Linked DNA regions of Hordeum vulgare: all the other regions are linked to region 1. The links are chromatin contacts, called in public Hi-C maps. All regions are on one chromosome and are shown on one strand. The core of a region is the stretch at or near the end of the contact, and the rest is flanking DNA. Distances in the headings are between cores, read along the strand shown. Region 1 has its middle 130 kb from the start of LOC123449127. Region 2 has its middle 12 kb from the start of LOC123449128. Region 3 has its middle 12 kb from the start of LOC123449126.

Evidence for each region. Hi-C and Micro-C count contacts between places; a contact is called where the count stands out from the background.
Region 2: a contact with region 1 is called in a Hi-C map of leaf, with 5 times the contacts expected there. The contact joins two enhancer-like sites. A contact is called at or near these places in 4 of 6 Hi-C or Micro-C datasets (leaf and seedling).
Region 3: a contact with region 1 is called in a Hi-C map of leaf, with 3 times the contacts expected there. The contact joins two enhancer-like sites. A contact is called at or near these places in 3 of 6 Hi-C or Micro-C datasets (leaf and seedling) and 1 of 1 datasets of contacts at active chromatin or transcription factors (embryo).

What each region holds. Positions count from the first base shown.
Region 1 is chr4H:496,311,769-496,315,022 of MorexV3_pseudomolecules_assembly, forward strand. No RefSeq gene overlaps it. Among protein-coding and RNA genes, the nearest start is that of LOC123449127, 130 kb to the right of the region's middle. Within about 2 kb of position 1,628, at least 2 of the 3 cell types and tissues checked have open chromatin away from gene starts, as enhancers often do. A contact at or near this core is called in leaf, where this site is marked.
Region 2 is chr4H:496,516,153-496,519,406 of MorexV3_pseudomolecules_assembly, forward strand. No RefSeq gene overlaps it. Among protein-coding and RNA genes, the nearest start is that of LOC123449128, 12 kb to the right of the region's middle. Within about 2 kb of position 1,484, at least 3 of the 3 cell types and tissues checked have open chromatin away from gene starts, as enhancers often do. A contact at or near this core is called in leaf, where this site is marked.
Region 3 is chr4H:496,143,589-496,146,842 of MorexV3_pseudomolecules_assembly, forward strand. No RefSeq gene overlaps it. Among protein-coding and RNA genes, the nearest start is that of LOC123449126, 12 kb to the left of the region's middle. Within about 2 kb of position 1,668, at least 3 of the 3 cell types and tissues checked have open chromatin away from gene starts, as enhancers often do. A contact at or near this core is called in leaf, where this site is marked.

The DNA of each region.
Region 1 (3,254 bases), core at 378-2,877:
GAAAGTAAGCTGCAATCTTTATTTTTAAATTGCGTAGATCGGATCTTGAACTCAAGACCACTTGGTTCTGATAACATGTAGAATATCACGCATGAGTCAGTTCACTTAAAAACTCAAACCGATTGAAAATATGGGCTATACATTTATACGTCACCACTATAAATGCTCTTACTCATTTTTCGTTGTTGCGTAGATGCTCTTACTCTGTTCGCATGGCTAAGGGCATCTCCACGGCAGCCCCGCAAACCTCACGCATCCGTCCGGACCGCGAGATCCATCCAACGCGGGCATGTTTTAGTCTGTGGGGCGGTTCGAACGCGATTTCTTCCGCAAACGGAGGCAAAAATGGGGGAGGTTTGCATGACTCCGTACACAAGGAACGTCGCTATCCGACACCCCTGGCCCACCCAAAATCATTCCCGGACTCTGCGACTCCTCCTCCTCATTTTCTCTCCATCCTTCCTTCTCTCTTACCTCCGTCACCGCTCCACCACCCCGGCCACCACGCCACACCCCTGCCGAAATTCTACGTCTCTGTCACCTCCGGCGCTCCAACAGGGCTCCCGGCAGCTAGAAAGAATGTCGAGTGGGCATTTGGACTTCTGTAGGCCCGTTTTGCAGTTATTCATGGACGTGCAAAACAATGGGATCCGAAGACCTTGTGGGAGGTGATGACATATTTTGTGATCATGCACAACATAATCATAGGGGATGAGGGTGAAGATGCTGCCGCAACTCTGGAATTTGAGAACATAGGTGATCCTATCCAACTTTTGGAACAAAATCCGACCATATTTGAAAAGTTTATTCAAATGCATCAACAAACTCGGCATCAACCAACTCATGAGCAGCTAAAGAAAGATCTGATTCAGCATCAGTGGACGGTGAAAGAAAACAACACTGTTGAGTTGTAATATTTGAATTTTTATAAATCTAAAATAGTGATGCATGCGGCTATTTGAACGTTTATACCCTATGCATGCGACTATTTGATTGTGGAGACTTGATTTAAAAAAAAAATTAGATATGTGGGACTATGGTTGGATGACGGTCTTCCATATCCGTATCCATGAACTGATCCTTGTACGTGAATGGATGCAGAAAAAAATTATGGATTACCGTTCAAGATGCCCTAAGCTAAGCTAAGGTATAACCACTTAGTCTGTCCAACAGTGTATGTACAAGTAGGAGTACTCTACAGTACGCATGTGACGGTAAACATAAAACATCAAGTCAATCTCCATCCATCGTTCCGCGTGGAATAATTTGATCAGAGGCACAATCAATGGCTCGTTGATCTATCGTGCTCACCTGCCTGTCACCTTGTATTTAGCGCCGGAAGCTTTAGGCCTGTACATAAGCAGCCAGGACAGACTCGCTGATTCTTGCAGTGCAATCAAATCGTCTGAATACGCATTATCCCATGCAGCACAGGTACAGCCACTTGCAAAGACGTTGCACATCAGATGCGACATGAAATTTGTCCACTAGTCAACTGTGGGTGCCAACATCTGCAAGTGGTGGCAACTCCAAGCCGCTCATTTTCGGATCCCTGCGCTCGCCCTTTATTGAACGATACATACTTGAGGTTGAACAGGAAACGTGCCACCAGGTGAACCCACCACGTTTCACTTTCATTGGCAGAGAGAGGCAGAGGCCACAGAGGCCAGGCATTGGCCGCAGTTGGCCTGCCTGCTTCTGCTTGCCTCCTGCTTTCCCTTCACGGATGCCACCAGGCCAGGTATTGGTTCCAGTTGCACGGGTCCTTGGAGCAAATGAGAGATGGCTTCATGAGGGACAAAATTACTGTTTTGACCTTTTCTCCAAGCATAATCATAAATTAACCTTGGTTTGAAAAGTTTCATATTTTATCTTATTTGATCACCGTCAACATCCTTGACATCTAGTTTGCACGAAAGACGTCAATGTCCTGGATATTTCGTTGTGGCCCACACTCTAGTTGGCGCTGACGTGACAACGAAGAGTCGAAGAGACGACATCCATCTTGCCGTTTTGATAGATCTTCGTGTTTGATCCTAGTCCATTACTTAAACAAAAAGGGTTGTATGCATCATTAGTGAAGTTGCTTCCATAAATAATTTTCTTGATTAAATTCCGTAATTAATGTCTTGCAAACCGTCGCTGCAAAACGAATTAACTCTGAACCTAAATGCAATCAATGACGACAAGTATTTTCTCTGCAGTTCGACTTTGGGTGAGGCGTGAGGCTGGTTGTAATGGAAAGTATCATATACAAATATCATGGATATGATACTGGTGTATGATACTACATCCGTAATGTATAATATCATCCACTGTTTATAGGGGTCAAATCTAAAATCTCATCAACCAAGGTGAATTATGAATGGATGGTACTAGTTTTAACTAGCCAATAAAATATTTCTCACATATTCAATTTTCGAGGCAATAAATGTACATCCTCTTTTTCATTGGAATTGCATGGTGGGTGTAGAAAAAGATGCATGTGTAGCCATTAATTTTCTTTCTCTAATCTCTATGAATTAAATATGATGTGGGGCTCAAAATACTTTAACTCAATTAGACTTAAAATGAGCCTAATATAATGAAAATTTGAAATTTTGAGATAAGCCTATAAGGACTGTGCCAATGGAGGTTTCTTAGCACGGGTTCATATGCATTTTGCTGATGTGTCACACTAATTAATGATGAGATAGACTAGGGTTCTATCTTAGCTAAGGTACATCATTTGCACGTCACCATAGGTAAAAATGGTTAATAGCCAAATCACATATATGCACGAGCACCAAATCATTAAATTTAAAGACAACCTTTAAGAAACAATGCATTGTGTTATTAGTCCTTTAAGTTAATAATGTTCCTATGATAACGTGTTAAGAAACGATGCATTGACACATGCCTAAACCGGAAAGGAGGGAGTATGTTAGTATCATAGAATAATTTAATTATTGCCATCCATGACACATAGTATCACAATATTTAATATGATACGGTATCATAATATGATACTCAACTATCTCATTCTTCATTTAATTTTATGCCACCTCATCAAATATGTCTAGTTGACATGTATGATACTATTAATGATACTCTCATTACGACCAACAAAAGGGGGTGGGAGAAGGAGCGTATTTCTAGGAGATCAATAAGGTGATTCGATTTTCAAGTAATTAATCGCTTGGACAACTTAGGGCGTGTTTGTTTTAGAAGTCCCAGGACTTTTTTTAGTCTCAGCTAAAAAGTCCCTAGTCCCT
Region 2 (3,254 bases), core at 234-2,733, 200 kb after region 1:
TATGTTTGATCCACATGTTAATATGGTGACAGCCTTTTAAGTAACTTTATAACTCGTGTAAACTTTTAGGGGGTTATAACGAAGCAAAATTCTTATTTAAAAAATCCGGGAAAACCGTGATTATTGTATCTCCTTTTCATTCGTGCACATTTTTTTCTCTTGCGAGACATGGATGAATGCAGCCATTGAGTATGTTTTCATTATTTCATATGCATTGTACATATGAAAGCGGTCGTTGCAAAGGACTCGCTCCATGGAGCCCTTTTTGTGTAGCTTGCGAATAGTCGAATTAGTTGATGAAACTTTATTTATACTTGAAGAACATATAGACAAATTACTTGATCAAATTTCATACATACTTGAAGTGTGTACATGTTCTTCAAGTATGTATAATGTTTGATCAACTAATTGGATTATTTGTATGCTATGCAAAGAAGGCAAATATCTGACCAAAATGCAACAAAGAAGAAGCCCATTTTAATCTTTATATTTTGTAAGTACATCACATATGAACATATGTGTTCATGAAATTTTGTTCATGTATACTACAAATATTTGTCATGTGTACACATCTTAACCGAACTTTTTGAGATGTGAAATTGGCGTTTGTTTCTGAAATAAATAAACAAATAGCTCGGCCGCTGCATGCACTTTCCGTTGTATATACTCTTATGGGCTCGTGGTAGACTGGTAGTACAACGGTACACAACTCAACCGACGCTTTTTGAAACTATACTTTTCCACGGGCTACATTATTACGCTTAGAAACAAAGCGAAAAAAAGTAAACAAATACGGACGCGTACAGGGATGAGCAGTGATCGTATCTTGTGTAATGGTGTCAGGTCACCGTCGGTACGCGACGCATCACTTGAGTCGTTGATCGGTAGGCCGTACATGTCAATCCTTACGTATGTACATGCGCGTCTCTATATATGGTCCTGCTTCTTTTCATGGAGCGACCAACTAATTGACATGTCTGCACAGTGTACATCGTGATTTAACTATATTTCGGTGTATCGTAGATCGCCGGAAAAGGCAGAAGCGTGAGCGTGTACGTGTCGTATCAATTAATTATACATACTAGTATGTAGAGCAGAAGCTTAGATTTAGTTTTTTCCTTTTGCAATTTCTTTTTTCAGATCTTCTTAGATTAAGTGCTTGGTGGCCTCGTTACCTGAGTGAAGTTTCTGGATGTGGAAACAACTGGATGCCGTAGCTACCTATGAAGGCTTTCCGCCCGTCGAAATCACAATTGACCAACTAACAAAGCACTGCAGTCAGTGGGAGTAGTAGAAGTGGTACGTTCAGCTAGAGAGACAATATATAGAGATCACACGTAGAAGTAGTACTAGGCTACTTGGGTAAACCTGTGATTCCCGGCTTTGAACAGTATTGTTCACTAGCTAGCCTAGGGTAAACCGTTAGAGCGCGCATACGTCCATCCGCACCGACGATATACACAGACAGGACACGGCTCACAAGACAAACGCATGGCCGATCAGCGGTCACGTCCGGACGTGGCGCTAGCTGCCTCTTCCCTGTCCCGCTCCACGACGACGAGCGGGCGGACGGGCGGGCGACGACGAAAACGTCAATGAACTCGCTCGCCGGGCGGTCGGTCGGAGTACCGTTGTACGTAGAGCGCGCGCCCGGTCTCGGCGGCGAAGTGGCGATGATAATGATGAGGGTGCGGCACGGGTCCGAGCCCTGGGAGAGGTGGTGTTGGTCAGTAGGGGGCAGAGGAGGCTGTTCATCCCTGATTGCCGCTTTGCCAGTTGAGGCTCTTTCCCAAGTGTTGTTAGCGTGTACCGATCAGATCAGGTGGGTGGCTGAAAGCAGAGGCTGGGAACAAACAAGCGCGCGTTCCCGTCGCTGCGCTTGATCATTGCCTCAGAATCGATGGATGTCGATAGAACTGTAAATTCTTTTGCCGGTCCACCAGGAATTATGGAATTCGAGGACCAGGTGACCGCGGCCCGAATACCATGCGTAAAGTGAAGAAGAAGAAAATGCACACTCTCGTTTGAGAACTCGGAATCACTGACTAAGAGGTATCATTCGCAAAGTTTACTCCCACCTTATTCGCTCATGATAAATGATGTACTGCATGTGTATACTATCACAAGCTTAGAGTTTTATATACATTCATTATCTGAATGTTATATCTCTTGAACGTAGCAAATTTTTCGAAAGAAAAAAAGAGGTCACAAAACCTTGCAACATCCATTGGGCGCAGGAAAAAAACACATTCCCGCGGGTGCGCCCAACGTGCGACATGTGATAGCGTTGGGACACATCCACTTCAGTAGCGCCCGAAGTGATATGCGCTGGGACTCCGTTGAGAACTAGCAAATCCTATCTCACTCTCGTGGAGTCAAAATAACGCGCAGACGCCGCATACCAATTTGGGCTGACCCTCTACATTCAAGGTGATTACTGGTTTCCACGTGGGCTTCGTCAAGATCTCCAATTTGATGCATTTTGCGTCAAATAAACACCCGATGCACAGGACATCCCTTCGACAGGGCTAGCCCAGTGAAGCTGCAGCGGAAACTGTACCAAACAGGCTACTATAGTGGTACATCGACACTAGCAACCGGAGGTTCTGTACCAAGACGGTTTACTATAGTCATCGGTTCAGTGTAGCAAACTGGTTTTCTGGTTATCTCTTTTTATTTTGATCTTTTCAAAAAGTATGAATGGGTAAATATTTTTTTGAAAAGGACAAACATGTTTTGAAAACACAATTTGTTTTGTGAACACCTCATTTTTTTCGACATCCTGTGAAATTCCTAATATTTTAGGTAAAGAAATTTTTATTTTTATTTTTTCGAGAATTTTTATAAATGTTAATTATTGTTATTGTTAGAAATTATGACAATTGTATAAATAACCGGATATTTTTGTAAAAAATACAAACAAAATTTAAAAAATTTACACTAACTATTCTTGAATTTTCTTAATTTGTTTTGCTTTGAGGAAGACAAATGGAAGAACATAAGAAACAAAAAAGTTAAAAAAAGAAAAAGGAAAATTAAACCACAAAGGAAAACTATTTACGAAAAAACAACAGAAAATCTAGATCGAAAATATTCTAGAAGGTTTCCAAAACTTATATAAACTAGAGGATGCCCCGACACGTTGCTGCGGAAACCTTGCTAAACGAACGCATAAAAGTTGCTAAAGAATACCTATAACTAATGGGAAGCAAATCTAAGCTTAAAAATGAAGAAAATACAAAGGGTATAAAAAG
Region 3 (3,254 bases), core at 418-2,917, 170 kb before region 1:
ACGATGGAAAACCTGTTATGACTTGTGATGCAGACGCCTGCACGGTAAAGTAGCACCAAAGTTAAAGTGTCAAAAAAAAAAAAAAGTAGCACCCAAAGTTCCAGGGAAGAGAGTAAAGTAGCTATACTGAAATGTGTTAGCCATGGCATTTCGGCTAGCCATCAGCAGGAATTTACAATCTTTGGTTTTTACATTTGTCAAAGAGAGAAACATGAAAAAAAGAAAAGAAAAATGAATTCTCATGCAAGAACCTAGCTATGTGCGTAGTTCGAGATGAATATAATAAATGTGAAGAAAGAGATAAAAAGAAGATAAGAAAAATACTAATCTTATAGCCAACTTATAACTTTCTTGTATGAGATCATCTACAACCGGATCCCTTATACCCTTCTTAAATGCCCGGACATGACGCCCGGTCTTAAAATTTTGACCCACGGGTCTCTTATACTGGCCTCAAACGTCCGGGTTGACCGACACCCCCTCATTTCCAGCCCAAATATGGGACGGATATGGAGGAGTACGGACACGTCTGTCATGTCAGCCTGACGACTTGGCTCCACGCGGACTCGGGCGCCTTGATTGTCACCGCGGTGTGAACGCCGCATGGCGCCGCTTCAGTTCCCCGCCTGAGGTCGGGCCCAGCTATTTAAGCCGGTCGGCGCCCCCAACCAACCCTAGCTCATTCGCCTTTTCCTTCTCTTCGCCACCACCAAAGCCCGTTCGTCTCCTCTCGTAGTTCCCTCTCCGTCAGGATGATCCGGCGGCTCATCACCTCCTACGTGCAGCTCACTCCGGAGCGGTGCCTTTAAATTGAGGCGCATATCTAGGCTTGCTGCGTCGCCCGCATCACTGCGGGTCTCCTTCTAGACTCATCGAAGACGGAGCAGGAGGAGGAGGAGCAGCCGGAGGCCATGGAGGAGGACGACCCGGAGGAGGAGGCTCCCGGCTTGAGCATGGTGGAGGTGGAGGCGGAGTTCACCGTCTCCCAATCGAAGGAGATGGCGGAGTAGCAGGCCATCCTGGATTCCACCAGGTAAGAGGCCGTGGTGGAGGCCAACCGCCGGCTCATCCGACAGAGGCAGGCGAAGGACGGCGTCCTTTTCGACGAGCTGGACGCGGAGGAGGCCCCACCGGAGCAGCCGGAGGGGGTGAAGCTGCGACACGCAGTCATTTATTCGTCGGAGGGCACGGAGATTGTCGACATCTTCGACGAGGAGTAGATAAGTTCTACGTAGTACGTAGGTTTCATACCTTGCATGTTTTTGTATGGATTTGAGGATCCTAATATGAGATGTTTGGATGTAGAATGAATTATTTGAGACGTGACAGTTTAGTGTCCGCGGACGCGCCGGACGCGTTCGTTTGTGTTTGAGGGATCAAATTTGCAAGGTCTAGTCGTAGATGCTGTGAGTGAATGTATGTATCGGCTATAGATACTATATGCTCTATCAAACTAGCTCCACCGTTGAAAGCAAGGCGATGGGTGACTGTCTATGTGAGGAGGGAGGGAGCCACCACACAGCTAGCCCATGCATGATGCATCAGATTCAGCCACGTACGACCCATGCAGCTGCAGGGTCGCAGTTGCAAGTGGCAAGGTGCCCGCGAAGCAAGCGAGGAAAGGAAAAGGAAACAGGCCAGCTGCCTGCATCGTTGCACGTACGGACGTACCCCCCATGCCCATGCATGCACGCCGTCGTACGTACGGCGATGAGGCCGGCCAGGGAGCACTAGAGTGGCTAGGCGGGCAAAGCACTCCGGAGCAAGTAGACAAACCAGAACAGCAAGGCGACCAGGGACGGTCGGCGAGCCACTGCCTGGCCAGCAAGCAAAGCAAAGCAATGGGCGCGTACAGCGTGCTGCGCCGGCCTCTGCCCAAAAGGATGCAATACGCTGCGTGCATCCCGAGGAGATATGGTCGGTCGTGTACTGCGTGCTATAGCTCGTACCACTGTTCCATCACATTCGTACCAAGCCCCCAGGTAAGGCGGACAGGTGGGCATGGTCCTAGATTGGTGCATCACGGGCAGTTTTACGGCCGATCCCATGTTACTCCCTACGTGTCGGTTTATAGCATGTGTATTGTGTACGACGTTTTAGATATCAATTTAATTAATTAAATATAAGTTATATGTCACTCAAAGTACATATCATTGAATTCTTAAGAGGATATAGTTTTTATTTTTTTTATTAAATACTCACTCCGTCACAAAATTCTTGTCTTAGATTTTTCTAGAAATGAACGTATCTAAATACTAAAACATGACTATGAATATCTAGATAAATCTAAGATACGAATTTTGAAACGAAGGAAGTATAATACATATTTAACTTGTTAAATTATCAACCTAAAACGACACACATGCTTTAGAAACCAAGGCAGAGGAAGTAGCATCTATTACAATGTTTGTCACTTTACATGAGCTTAAAGCCCAACCACTTAGAATTTAGAGGGAAATGGTACATCCCCGATTCCATTTTCTGTAAAATGAAACCAAACACCGTTCCCTTGTTGCAACGAAGCTCGCGGTAAAATGCAAACCTAAGCAGCAAATAGGAACAGAACAGACATGTCAGAAAGCAAGTAAAAAACAAAAGACTCCGACAAACATAAAGTTTAGTAAAATGCTATCTAGCTAACGTCGATCTTTTGGCAATCTCCGACGAATAGGATACCCGTCATTGGATGGCCGCACGAATCTTAAAGCAGAGGAGAGGAGGCACATCAACTATGAACCTCCCTCGCTAGAACACAAAAAATGGTGCACGTGCTCTTCTATTCAAATAAACCCGCCCAGTGCAGTGGCTAGCACCTCAAGCCTCCACCGGGAGACTCGAGTTTGAATCTCAGTTTCTCCTTTTCTTATTAGGTGGCAAAAATATGCAAAAAATGTCCATGTATCTATGGAAAATATATTTTACACACCATGTCATTATTTCAATTCGACCATGACAATTTTGTTAATTACACCATGACAGTTCTATTGTAGGTACCATGCCAATTTAACTATTTAGACCATGATAAATTTTGTAGGTAGCACGATAATTTAACTATTTATTAGATCGTGGTAGTGTTTTTATAGGCAGCAAAAAAATTCATTTTTTAGACCATGTCAATTTTTTGAGTTAGACCATGGTAATTTATTGTAAGTAGCATGGCAATTTTATTATTTTAGACCATGGCAATATTTTTAGTTAGACCACGACAATTTTATTAATTAGACCATGGTAATTTTACTATAGGTAACATGTCA